2 separate regions of the Macaca mulatta genome follow, and region 2 is linked to region 1. A link is a contact called in public Hi-C data. All regions are on one chromosome and are shown on one strand. Each heading gives the region's core, a stretch centred on a gene start, on an enhancer-like site or on the middle of the called end of the contact. The rest is flanking DNA. Distances are from core to core; before and after follow the strand shown.

Region 1 (6,748 bases), core at 1,195-3,694:
AGTAATAACAATAGACTGTACATTTTAGCAGAAATTGTAGTTTAAATACAGCAATGCCTGTAGTCTGGTAATTATAACGGCTTCATTTATTGAGCACAGAGTCTAATACTCTGCTAAATGCATTACATGTACCACCTTACTTAAGCTTCACAAGGCTCTATGATAGAGAAACTATTGTTTTCCCTTTTTGGTCGTCCTTTCCCTCTGGAGGCTTGTATCTACATAATGCAGAAGTAAATACACCCTAAAACACAACATTAAAAAGACTCATGTGGGGCGCGGTGGCTCATGCCTGTAATCCTAGCACTTCGGGAGGCCGAGGCGGGCGGATTGTCTGAGCTCAGGAGTTTGTGACCAGCCTGGGAAACATAGTGAAACCCTGTCTCTACTAAAATACAAAAAAAAAAATAGCTGGGCATGGTAGCATGCACCTGTAATCCCAGCTACTCAGGAGGCTGAGGCAGGAGAATTGCTTGAACCTGGAAGGTGGAGGTTGCAGTGAGCTGAGATCATGCCGCTGCACTCCAGTCTGGCGACAGAGCAAGACTCTGTCTCAAAAAAAAATAAATAAGTCAATAAATAATAAAATAAAATGACTCATTATATTGTTAACTCCAATTTCTGAATAAGGCTGTCAAGACAGAACGGAAAATTACTCCCTCACAAAAGAAAAAAAAAGTATACTAAGTGCCCTTTTATTCTTCAGATTTATGGACTCAAGGTGCTAAGGAGAGCTGGGTACAGTGGCTCATGCCTGTAATCCCAACTACTAGGGAGGCTGAGGTGGAAGGATCCTTTGAGCTCAGGAGTTCCAGACCAGCCTGGGCAAATGGGGAACCATGTCTCAAAAAAAAAAAAAAAAAGAAAGGAAAGGAAAAAAAAAATAGATGTTAAGAGAAACTATTCTAAAGCCCCTCAACTTTCAGATAAGGTACACTAGGAGCTTGTTCAAGGTCACCAGGAAAATTATAAGTAGAGCAGATATTCAGACTATAGTTCAGTGCAGGATACCATGCTGTATCCTGCCCCTTCTTCCCATGCCTAGAAGCCAGGCGAAAGTTCATGCTTTGACCATACCTGCTCTGTGCACATCTATGCTGCTTCTCTCTCACTCAATGTAAAAACTGATATATGGTTTTAGTTTCTCTTACCTGCCAAACCAGTGCAGGCTAGAATTTTATGGAACATACACGGAAGATTTGTAATTAACAATGCAATTCAACAAATGAAAGGTAGTAAACCGGCAGCATTCATAATGTTCCTTAAAAGTCTGAATGCAAATGCATTTAGAAGGGTCCTGCCATCCTCCTTGTTGCTTTGTCTGTTTAGCCTCAATTGTCACGAGTCAGTGTGTAATTTGAAGGCATTGCACACACCAGAACCTCAGCCAACTTACAAAACCTCTAAAGACCAATCGATACTGACCACTGCCCCCAAAGCCCTTCTTGTGGATGACGAGTTTGTAGACCTTTGTTGTTCTCATCTTGCACTGTTTTTCCCTTTAGCTGTTCCAAGCTTGGGGCAGAGAAGTCATCTTGCCTCCCTGCCATTGAAATACAAACAAAAAGGTTGGAAAGTCAGACTTTTCCTTGCAACCACTCTTTGATTTTAGGCCAGTGAAGATACTGGTGTTGCTCTGCTGTGAAGCGGTGCCAAGCGACTCTTGGATGAAGTCACTTCTCCAGTTACAAGGAGCGATGGAGAACAAACAGAACCACAGAATCCAAGAACTAAGGGGAATTCACGCCAGGGGCTAGTCAAACCTAGGAGAAGGTATTCTATCACACCCCTAAAGGGGAAGCATTGCGGTGAATGGGTACTCATTACCTTGTCTCCATCTACATCAATAACAACCGAACATTAAGGACATCTTAAAAGAAGTTAGCCCACTCATTTTGTAGATGATGAAAGTGTGAGTCACGGCAAGGGACTTGCTCAAGGTCACTTGAGACTTAGAGATACTCCCACCATCCTCATTTTGCTGCCAACGTCCTGAGCAAGGCGACCACAAAGAAGAGGAAGGCAGGAGTTTCCTCCCCCCAAACCTCGGTCTGTGTGAACTCTCAGCGTACCTTCCCTGACTCCCTTTCACAGCTGAGGCCGCTGAGGCTCAGAGAGGGAGAGAGACTTGTCCAAGGTCACACAGCGGATTGGGAATGAGGGCCAGGACTCGAACCTGGGCCAAGGCCCCCTACCTCAAGCCCCCCTCAGTCCCGAGTCTGGGGCGGGCAGCTCCACTCACCGAAGCTCTGGAGCCCCTTCCCGCCTCTGGCCGGGGCCGCGAGGGCTGGACCCTCTCCAGGATCCCCGCGCCTCCTCCAGATACCCCGCCTACGCCCTCGCGGCCCGCGCTGCTTCCGCCCCTGAGCCTGAAGCGCCTGCAAGGCCCTCCCCGACAGTGTAACGCTCACCTGAGAACCCGCGCCGCTCCGGTGGCTCCGCCCCGGGGCCCCGCCCCCTTCCCGCCCTGGCGCCCCCCCCCCCCCCCGCGCCGCTCTCGCCGGGCCTCCGCCTCGTCTCTGTGGCCGCGCCACTTCCTCATCCGGGGCTTGAGCCGGAGGCGGGGTATTGCGTGCGGCCTCTTGCTTGGGCCACCTCCTGGTGTTTCCTGCCCTCGAGCCTTAGAGCCTCCCGCCCCACGGAGGAAATCCATTTCCTCCGAAATAGACCCATGGCCACAGAGCTTCGTTTGCAACTTAGTGGTCTCCCCGTAGGGGAAACGAGATCCCTCAGAGCTCCGTTTTCTGTTACATGAACGAGGTTAATGACTCCTGTGGCTTCACTGGGCTGCTAAGAGGCGCCAACGAGAGTTTCTGGGAGGACTTCTGTAAAATGCAAGGGGCTGAGCACGCGAGAGTTAGTGTGATGGCCCCTGCTGGGAAGTGTCCACTTACCGGGGGCTTTTCAAACCCTTAAACTCCAAAGGACTTTCTGCGCCCCTCTGGTATTTTAATAAGAATGGCTGCCTGCCTTCACAGTCCTTATGTAATCATTGCATCCCTATTACGTGATGGATTCAGGAGGCAGATACTATCCTATTTCACAAACCGGGAAACAGCCTGAGGACACAAAACCCTTCAGAAGGAAGCAAGGACGAATCCTGACCCGCTCCCAGAACAGAGCCTTTAACCAACATCCTTTGGTCATTCCCAGGGCACAGCCTAAACTTGAATCTGTCAGGATATCTTTCTCTCCCAGCAGAAAACCAGAGAGCTGGGTGGGCCGGGTCAGGCTCTCGCCGAAGGCTCCTGACAATTGCCAGCTCCGCCTGCTGCCACTGATACCCCCGCCCCCAAGTCCAGTCCACCGTTTCCGACCTGAGCGGCAGGAACTCGATAGGACCTCCCTGCTTCCCCTCTTGCAGCCCGAGAGATCTTATAACTGGAATCAGTGTCTCGGTCACGCCACTCCTCTGCTGCTTCTAATCACACTGACTGTTAAGTCTAAACGACACAGCACTTGTCTTACATTTCTTTATATCTTTAATGCTTACGGTGCCCGTTTCTTACGGATTTGGGAAACTTAAAAATGTTGAAAGAAAAACCATGGTATACCGTAGTGAAACATTCTACAGTGGACCAAGGGGATCCTGGGACAGGACAAGCAACTTCTTAAGCATGGATGCCTTTACGTTGGGACTCAGGAGAAGTTAGGTAAATAACGCAAGTATTAAGTAATTGCGATTTTTTTTTTTTTTTTTGGAGATGAGGTCACCCTCACCCAGGCTGGAGTGCAGTGGCGCGATCTTGGCTCACTGCCATCTCTGCCTCCCCCGCTCATGGGATCCTCCCACCTCATCCTCCTAGTAGCTGGAATTACAGGTCCGTGCCCAGCTAATTTTTGTGTTTTTTGTAGAGACGGGGTTTTGCCATGTGGCCCTGGCTGGTCTCAAACTCCAGGGCTCAAGCAATCCGTTCGCCTTGGCCTCCCAAAGTTCTGGGATTACAGGTATGAGTCACTGCAGCCAGGTTTTATTTTTTTCTTTCCGAGACAGGGTCTAGCTCTGTTGCCCAGGCTGGAGTGCAGTGGTGCTATCATAGCTCACTGCAACCTCAATCTCCTGGGCTCAAGCGATTCTTCTGCCTCAGCCTCCCAAGGGACTGGGAACTACAGGGCAAGCCACCACTCCTGGCTAAAATTATTTATCTTGTAATAAAACATATATGATGAAGTGGATTGCAACAGTTACAAAATTTTTTAAGAATAACAATGTTATGTTTAAAAATGTTTCTATGTTGCCACTTCAGGAGACACACCCAGATCCCCCAAGATAGTTTCTGTCTTTAGAGACAGTGGTTGATGGGACATTCTTCCATCTCAGAGGAAGCTAATAGAATTCTCTCTTCTTAGCCCTCAAGGGAGTTTTATTCCGTCTCCTGAGAGATGTCTATAATGGGACGTCTTAAAAAGGCATATATTTTAACTTTTTAACTTGGCCACTCTCATAAAGAAACTCTGAAGGCCAGGAGCCTGAGGCGGGCGGATCACTTGAGGTCAGGAGTTCGAGACCAGCATGGCCAACATGGTGAAACCCCGTCTCTACTAAAAAATACAAAAATTAGCTGGGCATGGTGGCATGCGCCTGTAATCCCAGCTACTCAGGAGGCTGAGGCAGGAGAATCTCTTGAACCCAGGAGGCAGAGGTTGGGAGGCAGAGGTCACAGTGAGCCGAGATCCCGCCACTGCACTCCAGCCTGGTGACAGAACGAGACTCCGTCTCAAAAAAAAAAAGAAAAGAAAAAGAAAGAAAAAGAAAAGAAAAGAAACTTTGAATCGTTCAGTTTTTTGTTTTTGTTTTTGTTTTTAAGAGACAGGGTCTTGTTTTCTTGCCCAGGCTGGAGTGCAGTGGTGGTACCATCATAGCTCAATGCAGCTTCAAACTCCTGGGCTCAAACGATCCTCCCGCTTCAGGCTCCCCAGTAGCTAGGAGCACAGGTGCATCAACATCTGAGCAATTTTTGTTTTGTTTTGAGAAAGAGTCTTGCTGTGTCACCCAGGCTGGAGTGCAGTGCCATGATAACCGCTCACTGCAGCCTCAACCTTCCAGGCTCAAGTGATCCTCCTGCCTCAGCCTCCAGAGTAGTTGGGATTACAGACACACATCACCAGACCCAGCTGTTTGTTTCTTGTTTGTTTGTTTGTTTTTTGGCAGAGACGATGTCTCACTGTGTTGCCCAGGCTGGTCTCAAACTTCTGGGCTGAAGTACTTCTCCCGCTTTCGCCTCCCAAAGTGCTGGGATTACAGGCGAGAGACACGGCGCCTGGTCGAGTTCTATTTTTTAACACAAAGGTGTATGATTTGGAGCAAGTCGATTTAATTCTCTGTGCCGCCTCAATTCTTCCCCTGGATAAACATTTCTTCCTTCCTTCAAATGTCCGTCTAGTGTCTAGTTTTGTGCTGGACACTGCTGTTGGTGCTGAGCATTAAGTGATGAACAAAACAGACAAGGTGGAGGAAGATAAATTATAAACGAGTCAATAGAGAGATGAGACACAGAAATTGCAGCTACTGTTAAAGCTATGAAGAAAATAAAACAAGGTTCTGTAACCAACTGGAGGCAGGGGTGCCGTTTATTTAGCGGTCACTGTGATGAGAAGAAGCAGAGGAGTGTCGTGACCCAAAACACTATTTCCAGTATAATAAGATCTCTTGGGCTGCCAGAGTGGAAGCAGGCAGGCCCTTAGAATTGTAGCCGTCCAGACTAGAAAAACGGTGGACTGGAACAGGGTGACAGCAGTGGACGTAGGCACTGGGTCCTGTGGCTCAGCGGGAGCAGCGCCAAAAGTTGTGCTTCCCTTTGAAAATTTGAGTCGCAGGGGCGGGATTGAGGGAGGCTGGGGTTAGCAGAGGGCGGGAGGTCAGAAGCAGGAAGAGCCTCCCCTTGGAGTGCGCGCGCGCGGTGCGGGGGCGGGATTTGGGCGAGTCCGCATGGCTGGCTCGGGCCCCGGATGAGGAAGTGCAGGGGGACCATAGAGACGAAGAGGTGGCGGCGGCCGGAGCGTCCCCGGGCTCTGTCGGCTCCGTAGGCTCAGGTAGACTTGGCGACGACTGGGCTGCAGCTGCAGAGGCTGAGCTGGCTGGGCAAGCGCGGGCCGCGGAGCAGGTCTCAGGGTAAGAGGCCGGGGACTGGAAGGCTTCGGGCGTAGCCGCCCCGCCCCACTCCGCCCTAAAGGGACCCTCCGCCGGGTGGTGCTGGCTAAAGGGGAGTCCGGGCCCCCAGCCTTCTTGGGGCGCGGAAAGGAACCAAGGCTGCCCTGTGGGCGGCGGAACGACCCAGGGAGAGGGAGGAGACCAGGCCCCGCGTCGCTAGAGAGAAAAGCGGCTTCTCCAAGTCATGGCTCCGACGCGGGAGAGAGACTCCTCTTCAACCTCGATACGACAGGGATCCCCCAACTTATCTCCTCGCAGAGGACGACGCCCCTTATCGGAGGCGTACGCTCTTTCTTAGCGCTCATCCGTTGGTCAGCAGAGGGAGACCCACTCCCGGGGTTCGAGGGGCATTCTGAACTTATCCTGAGGAGGAGTAAGAGATAACCCCTAAATGAGACCTTTCCCCCAACTTTGGTCAGCGTCCCCCAGGTGAAGAGTGAGACTCAACTTGCCTGAAAGTGACAGAGGGGATCTTTCTTCCCAGTAAGAAAGAGACTTACCTTCCTCCTTTATTTTTCACGTGTACCCCAAGATACGGAGAGGAAGACCCTGAAAATTTACTTTATGGTATCAGAAGTCAACCTTTCTCCCTCTCCC
Region 2 (6,748 bases), core at 1,474-3,973, 96 kb after region 1:
CAGCACTTTGGGAGGCCGAGGCGGGCGGATCACGAGGTCAGAAGATCAAGACCATCCTGGCTAACAGGGTGAAACCCAGTATTTACTAAAAATACAAAAAGTTAGCCGGGCGTCGTGGTGGGCGCCTAGAGTCCCAGTTACTGGGGAGGCGGAGCTTGCAGTGAGCCGAGATGGCGCCACTGCACTCCAGCCTGGGTGACACAGACTGTCTCAAAAAAAAAAAAAAAAAAAAAAAGACAAGAGTTTCACTCTTGTTGCCCAGGCTGGAATGCAATGGTACAATCTCGGCTTACTACAACCTCCGCCTCCCATGTTCAAGCGATTCTCCTGCCTCAGCCTCCTGACTAGATGGGATTACAGGCTTGCACCACCGCACCCGGCTAATTTTTGTATTTTTAGTAGAGACAGGGTTTCACCACGTTGGCCAGGCTGGTCTCCAACTCCCAACCTCAGGTGATCTGCCTGCCTTGGCCTCCCAAAGTGCTGGGGTTACAGGCGTAAGCCACGGCACCTGGTGTCTTTTCACTCTCTTGATAGTGTTCTTTGATGCACAAAAGTTTTAATTTTGACGTTTATCTTTGTTTTTGTTGTTATTGCCTGTGCTTTTAATGTCATATACAGGAAATCATTGCCAAATCCAACGTCATGAAGATTTCCCCTATATTTTCTTCTAAGAGTGTTATAGTTTTAGCTCTTCAGTTTACGTCTCTGATCCATTTTGAATGAATTTTTGTATGTGGTGTTAGACTCCACTTTACTTTTTGCATGTGGATATTCAGTTTTCCCAATGCACTTCATTTTGAAATAATTTCCCTGCATTCCCTGCTGGTTTACTACTCTCAATTAGATAGTAAAACCAATTAAACCAATTTTTTTTTTTTTTTGAGATGGAGTCTCACTCTGTCTCCCAGGCTGGAGTGCGATGGCACGATCTCAGCTTACTGCAACCTCCGCCTCCCAGGTTCAAGCAATTCTCGTGCCTCAGCCTCTGGAGTAGCTGGGATTACAGGCAGGCGGCACCACGCCCGGCTAATTTTTGTATTTTTAGTAGAGATGGGGTTTCACCATGTTGGCCAGGCTGGTCTTGAACTCCTGACCTCAGGTGATCTGCCTGCCTTGGCCTCCCAAAGTGCTGGGATTACAGGGTGAGCCACCGTGCCCAGCCTCTTAAAAAAAAAAAAAAAAGAGATGGGGTCTCACTATGTTGTCCAGGCTGGTCTCAAACTCTTGGCTCAAGCTATTCTCCCACCTCAGCCTCCCGATGAGTGGGGAATACAGGCATGAGCCACTGTGCCCCGCCAAAACCAATTCTATACAATTTTTTTTTTTCTTTTCGGACTTTGAAAACCATAATAAAGGGAGGTATCTTCCCCCAAATACCAAACCTGGTGCCTTCTAAGCTCTCTGTAGGAGCTGAGTATGCCCTAGTTGAACTTAAGCCAACTACACAGAAATAACTGCAGGCACCAGGGAGCATATTCCTCCTCCTGTCAAATGCCTGGTGAAGGCAACTGTGATTATCAGCTTAGCAGAGGAAAAAGTAGCGCTGTATTCCTGCAGTTGTTGGACCCAAATTCTGCCAGATTCTAGGCAAAGGGCTTAAAAGGCAGAATGTTTAGGCCCGGCGCGTTGGCTCACTCTTGCAATCCCAGCATTTTGGGAGGCCGAGGCAGGAGGATCACGAGGTCAGGAGATTGAGACCATCCTTGCTAATACAGTGAAACCCCGTTTCTACGAAAAATTAAAAAAAAAAAAATTAGCCAGGTGTGGTGACGGGCGCCTGTAGTCCCAGCTACTCGGGAGGGTGAGGCAGGAGAATGGCGTGAACCTGGGGGGCGGAGCTTGCAGTGAGCTGAGATTGCACCACTGCACTCCAGCCTGGGCGACAGAGCAAGACTCCGTCTCAGGAAAAAAAAAAAAAAAAAAAAATAGGAAGAATGTTTAGGACATGGTTTTTGGAGTCAGAGACGTATGTTCCAATTCTGGCTTCACTATTTTATAGTCTTTGAGCATGTGCCCTTTATGTACCCTTGAAGATGTCGCTTAACCTTTCTGAGCCTCAGGTACCTCATCTTTAAAATGGGGATAATGTTTCGGTCCTAGCCACGAGTCTCTGGTCAGTGCTCAGTAAAAAGTAGCAGACACGATTGAAAACTCGTTTTCCTCTTACAATTGAAGATAGGAACCTTTTTAAGAGCAAGCACCAGGCACCGAATTTAACGACTGGTTGCATTTCTGGGTGATCCAAGACCGTTTGTCCCCGGTCTCCCTGGCAGCACAGCGGTAGGAGTTAAGAATGATGTTACACCATGCATGCAAAGTGCTCACAACACACTCTGGCACTCAGAAAACGAGAGCTGAGTCATGGATGCCCAGTTTCCCCATCTGTAAAATGAGCAAGTTCGATCACTTGAAACGACATTCTTGGACCTTGGATGACTCAGATTTTCCAGGTACATACGGAAAAGCACGCCAGAGGGAAGGAGGAGGAGTGGCAGTGCTGCGACCAAGCCCAGGTTTAGCGAAACCGACAGCTCCACCACCCGCACTAGTTACCCCAGCTCCGGAGATGCCAAGCGGATGGGGTGGGTAGTAGACACAGGGCGGAGCTTAGTCGGCTCCGCCCCCAGCCCGCGCTTTTCTCATTGGCCCAGTGAACTCGAGACTCGTGACGCCTTAGGCGTGCGCCCAGCGTGTGAAGGGGGCTTGGCTCGCTGAGCGGGAGGAGAGAAGATGGCGACATCCGTGGTGCACCGGTTTCTGCGATTACTGCACGGGGTCGCGCCGTGGCGGAGCAGGTATAGCAGCGCGGAGAGACTGCCTTGGGGCGTGGGGCAATCTGGACCAAGCTGGGGTCTGGAGAGAGATGTTTCTCTGTCGCGGGCTCGCTCTGAGGCGAGCTTGGGTGGAGACGGAGCTACCTTCACCTCGAGCTTAGAAGCAGGTGCGACTGCTCCTGTCTAGGGCGGTCCGGATTTAGTTAAGGTGTGGCCTAGAAAGTCTCGCTTTGCCCTTTCCAGCTAGGTGGAAGTTCACGAGGGACAAAACCAGATGAAATAGGCTTCCTGCCCGTCACTCGACTCGAGGCAGGGCTTTCAGATGTTCAGATGCCATTTTCTCATGTGTTCGTTTTTGTAGAAGGAGGGATGTCTTGTGGGAAGGGCACTAGATTGAGTGTCAGGCTACTTTCATTTCTGGATCTTAGTCTTTGAAGCTCGAGGGTTGGATTAAGTAATCTCAAAACAGTCTGTTATGGGGCTAGAGTCTTGGTTACCCTTGTGACCCCCAGCTGTTAGGTTCTTAGAAATTGAAGAGACTTGAGGGGGTCTTCTTAGTCCAGCTGTCTCTCTTTGGAGTTAATGAGATTGGGGCTCCGAGAGAGGGAGGGATTTGCTCGAGTTCACCTAGCCAGTTTGTAGCAGAGCCAGGAATCAAGGTACCTCTCTCTCACGCGACGATCTTTCTCTCAGGCTGCCCACTGTGGGGACAGTTGTTATACAGAAAATAGAGCATTTGGACTGTCAGAAAATGGGTTAAAATGTTGGTATCTGTGACTCAGAGTCGGCTGCCTGGTGTCATTTCAAAGAGCTAAGATTTGAGAGATGCGTCATACTTGTGTGTTTCCTACAGGGTTCATTTTGTCAGCGTTGATCAGAGGATAACTTATTGTAGTTTTGGGAGGAGAAGGACACCGGATTTGGACTGAGGGGGGAACAGTAACCGTCATTGGTCTTGTTATGAAAGTGTGACATTTTCATCATTAACTGTACAGAAATGATTATCTCTTAGGAGAGGGCTCTGCATTATGGTGGTAACTGTTAGAATTTGGGCAGAAGGCTTTGTTTTCAATGTTATTAGCAGGCGCGCTGTTTATGAGTCAACCCTGAATTCATTTAAAGTGTGTCATAGGCCAGGTGCGGTGGCTCACGCCTGTGATCCCAGCACTTTGGGAGGCCAGGGTGGGTGGAGCACTTGAGGTAGGAGTTCGAGACCAGCCTGGCCAACGTGGTGAAACCCCGTCTCTACTAAAAAAATACAACAATCAGCTGGGCGTGGTGGCAGGCACCTGTAATCCCAGCTACTTGGGAGGCTGAGGCAGGAGAATTGCTTGAACCTGGGAGGCAGAGGTTGCAATGAGCCAAGATTGCGCCACCCCACTCCTGCCTGGGCGGCACAGTGAGACTTTGTCTCAAAAAAATTAAAAATAAAGTGTGTCATGAATTGGAAGGACTAAAATATGACATCTTAAAAAAGTTTTTGTTGTTGTTTATTTGTTTTGGGAATCAGAGCCTCACTCTGTTGCCCAAGAGGAAGTGCAGTGGTGTGATGATGGCTCACTGCAGCCTCCACCTCCTCAGCTCAAGCAGTTCTCCCACCTCAGCCTCCTGAGTAGCTAGGACCACAGGTGCACGCCACCACGCCCAGCTGTTTTTTTTTTGTTTTTTTTGAGGGGGGTAGACACAGGGTTTTACCATGTTGCCCAGGCTGGTCTCGAACTCCTGGGCTCAAGTGATCTATCCACTTTTTTTTTTTTTTTTGAGATGGAGTCTCGCTGTCGCCCAGGCTGGAGTGCAGTGGTGTGATCTCGGCTCACCTCAACCTCTGCCTCCTAGGTTCAAGCGATTCTCCTGCCTCAACCTGCCAAGTAGCTGGGACTACAGCCGCGCACCACCATGCCCAGCTAAGTTTTGTATTTTTAGTGGAGATGGGGTTTCACCATGTTTCCCAGGGTGGTCTCCATCTCCTGACCTCGTGATCTGCCTGCCTCGGCCTCCCAAAGTGCTGGGTTTACAGGCGTGAGCCACCGCACCCAGCCATCCACCCACTTTCACCTACGAAAGTGCTGGCATTACAGAGGTGAGCTATCGCACCCCATCTACAATAATTTTTTTAAATGATGAGAGGAAGCTGTACCTCAGTCACCATCATTTTAAAAAGGGGGAGAAAAAAGCTATATATACACATATATATACACACATATATACGTATATATATACACACACGTATATATACGCACACATATATATACACACATATATATATATTTTTTTCCGTGAGGTGGAGTCTCGCACTGTTGCCCAGGCTGAAGTGCAGTGGTGCGATCTTGGCTCACTGCAAGCTCCGCCTCCCGGGTGCACGCCATTCTCCTGCCTCAGCCTCCCGAGTAGCTGGGACTACAGGCGCCCGCCACCACGCCCAGCTAATTTTTTGTATTTTTAGTAGAGACGGGGTTTCACCATTTTAGCCAGGATGGTCTCGATCTCCTGACCTTGTGATTCATCTGCCTCGGCCTCCCAAAGAGCTGGGATTACAGGCATGAGCCACCGTGCCCGGCCAAAAAAGCTGTATTTTAGTACCAGTGTAGATAGATAAGATTAGACTTAGATGCAGAGGGTGAGAGGGATGAAGATTTGGGTACAATAAGAAGTCTTAATTTTCAAAGGTATTCTGTATCAAGATAGAAATGATATTGATACACAAACCAAAAAGATAACATTTCCGTAGGTTTTTAGTAAACCAGTGTCTATTTGTGAGACATGTAAATGAAAACCTTATATTTCAGGTAAGTTTTTCAATAACTGGGTGATGTGTGACAGGTGATAGATAACATCTTGGGTGATAATTTAGGGCCATGTTTCCCAAACTCATTTGATAAAAGAATGGGCTGAATGGGCTGGGATGCTTGTTAGAAATAGAGATTCCTGGCCAGGCACGGTGGCTCACGCCTGTCATCCCAGCACTTTGGGAGGCTGAGGCGGGCGGGTCATGAGGTCAGCAGATCGAGACTATCCTGGCTAACATGGTGAAACCCCATCTCTACTAAAAATATAAAAAATTAGCCGGGCATTTTGGCGGGCGCCTGTAGTCCCAGCTACTTGGGAAGTAGAGCTTGCAGTGAGCCGAGATCGCGCCACTGCACTCCAGCCTGGGCGACAGAGCGAGACTCCGTCTCAAAAAAAAAAAAAAAAAAAGGAAAAAGAAATAGAGATTCCTTGGAAGTCTCTCTGAGCCTGCTGTGACTTGGGAGGCTAGCTGATTTAAAAAAATAAAAATAAAAGCCGGGCGCGGTGGCGCATGCCTGTAATCCCGGCACTTTGGGAGGCCAAGGTGGGTGGATCACGAGGTCAGGAGATAGAGACCAGCCTGGCCAACATGGTGAAACCCCGTCTCTACTGAAAATGCAAAAATTAGCTGGGTGTGGTGGCTTGTGTCTGTAGTCCCAACTACTCAGGAGGCTGAGGCAGGAGAATCTCTTGAACCTGGGAGACGGAAGTTGCAGTGAGCCGAGATTGCGCCACTGGACTCCAGCCTGGGCGACAGAGCGAGACTCTGTCTCAAAAAAAAAAAAAAAAGAAAGAAAGATTCCAGACATGCCCCCATCCTGCTGCCAATTTCAGATTCAGTAGATACAAGTTGGGGCCCTGGCAACTGTAGTTTTTACAGGTGATTCTTAGGTTCAGGCAAATATGGACAATAGTACCTAGGAAGTAGTTTTTCGTGCATGACTTCCGTTCAGAAATATTTATGACATCCTTACCACTGCAAGCCACAGTGTCAAGGGACCATGGAGAAGGGAGAAAAAAGAAGGGGAGGAGGAGAGAATGAAGAATTTAAAAACATTTGAAATAGGCCTTGTCTTCAAGGAACTTTATTATATACTTGTAATACAAGGTGGAATATGGGATAATGCCTTCAAGAGGTCTGTCAGTTCTGTTTTAGGAGAACTTTCACAGCTTTAGAAAACAAG

Evidence for each region. Hi-C and Micro-C count contacts between places; a contact is called where the count stands out from the background.
Region 2: a contact with region 1 is called in a Hi-C map of liver, with 3 times the contacts expected there. The contact joins the promoter of PISD here to the promoter of DEPDC5 in region 1. A contact is called at or near these places in 3 of 14 Hi-C or Micro-C datasets (cortical neurons, fetal cortex germinal zone and liver).

Annotation. Positions count from the first base shown.
Region 1 is chr10:19,753,773-19,760,520 of T2T-MMU8v2.0, forward strand. It overlaps DEPDC5 (DEP domain containing 5, GATOR1 subcomplex subunit), which reads right to left and starts at 2,445. Exons shown (of 43, transcript XR_013399222.1): 1 at 2,412-2,445; 2 at 1,426-1,543. It overlaps LOC144331817 (a long non-coding RNA gene), which reads left to right. Exons shown (of 2, transcript XR_013399321.1): 2 at 340-1,546. PRR14L (proline rich 14 like) reads left to right here and starts at 5,973. Exons shown (of 7, transcript XM_077949887.1): 1 at 5,973-6,112.
Region 2 is chr10:19,849,207-19,855,954 of T2T-MMU8v2.0, forward strand. PISD (phosphatidylserine decarboxylase) reads left to right here and starts at 2,724. Exons shown (of 7, transcript XM_077950023.1): 1 at 2,724-2,798. The coding sequence starts at 2,734. LOC144331802 (a long non-coding RNA gene) reads right to left here. Exons shown (of 2, transcript XR_013399304.1): 2 at 2,717-3,930.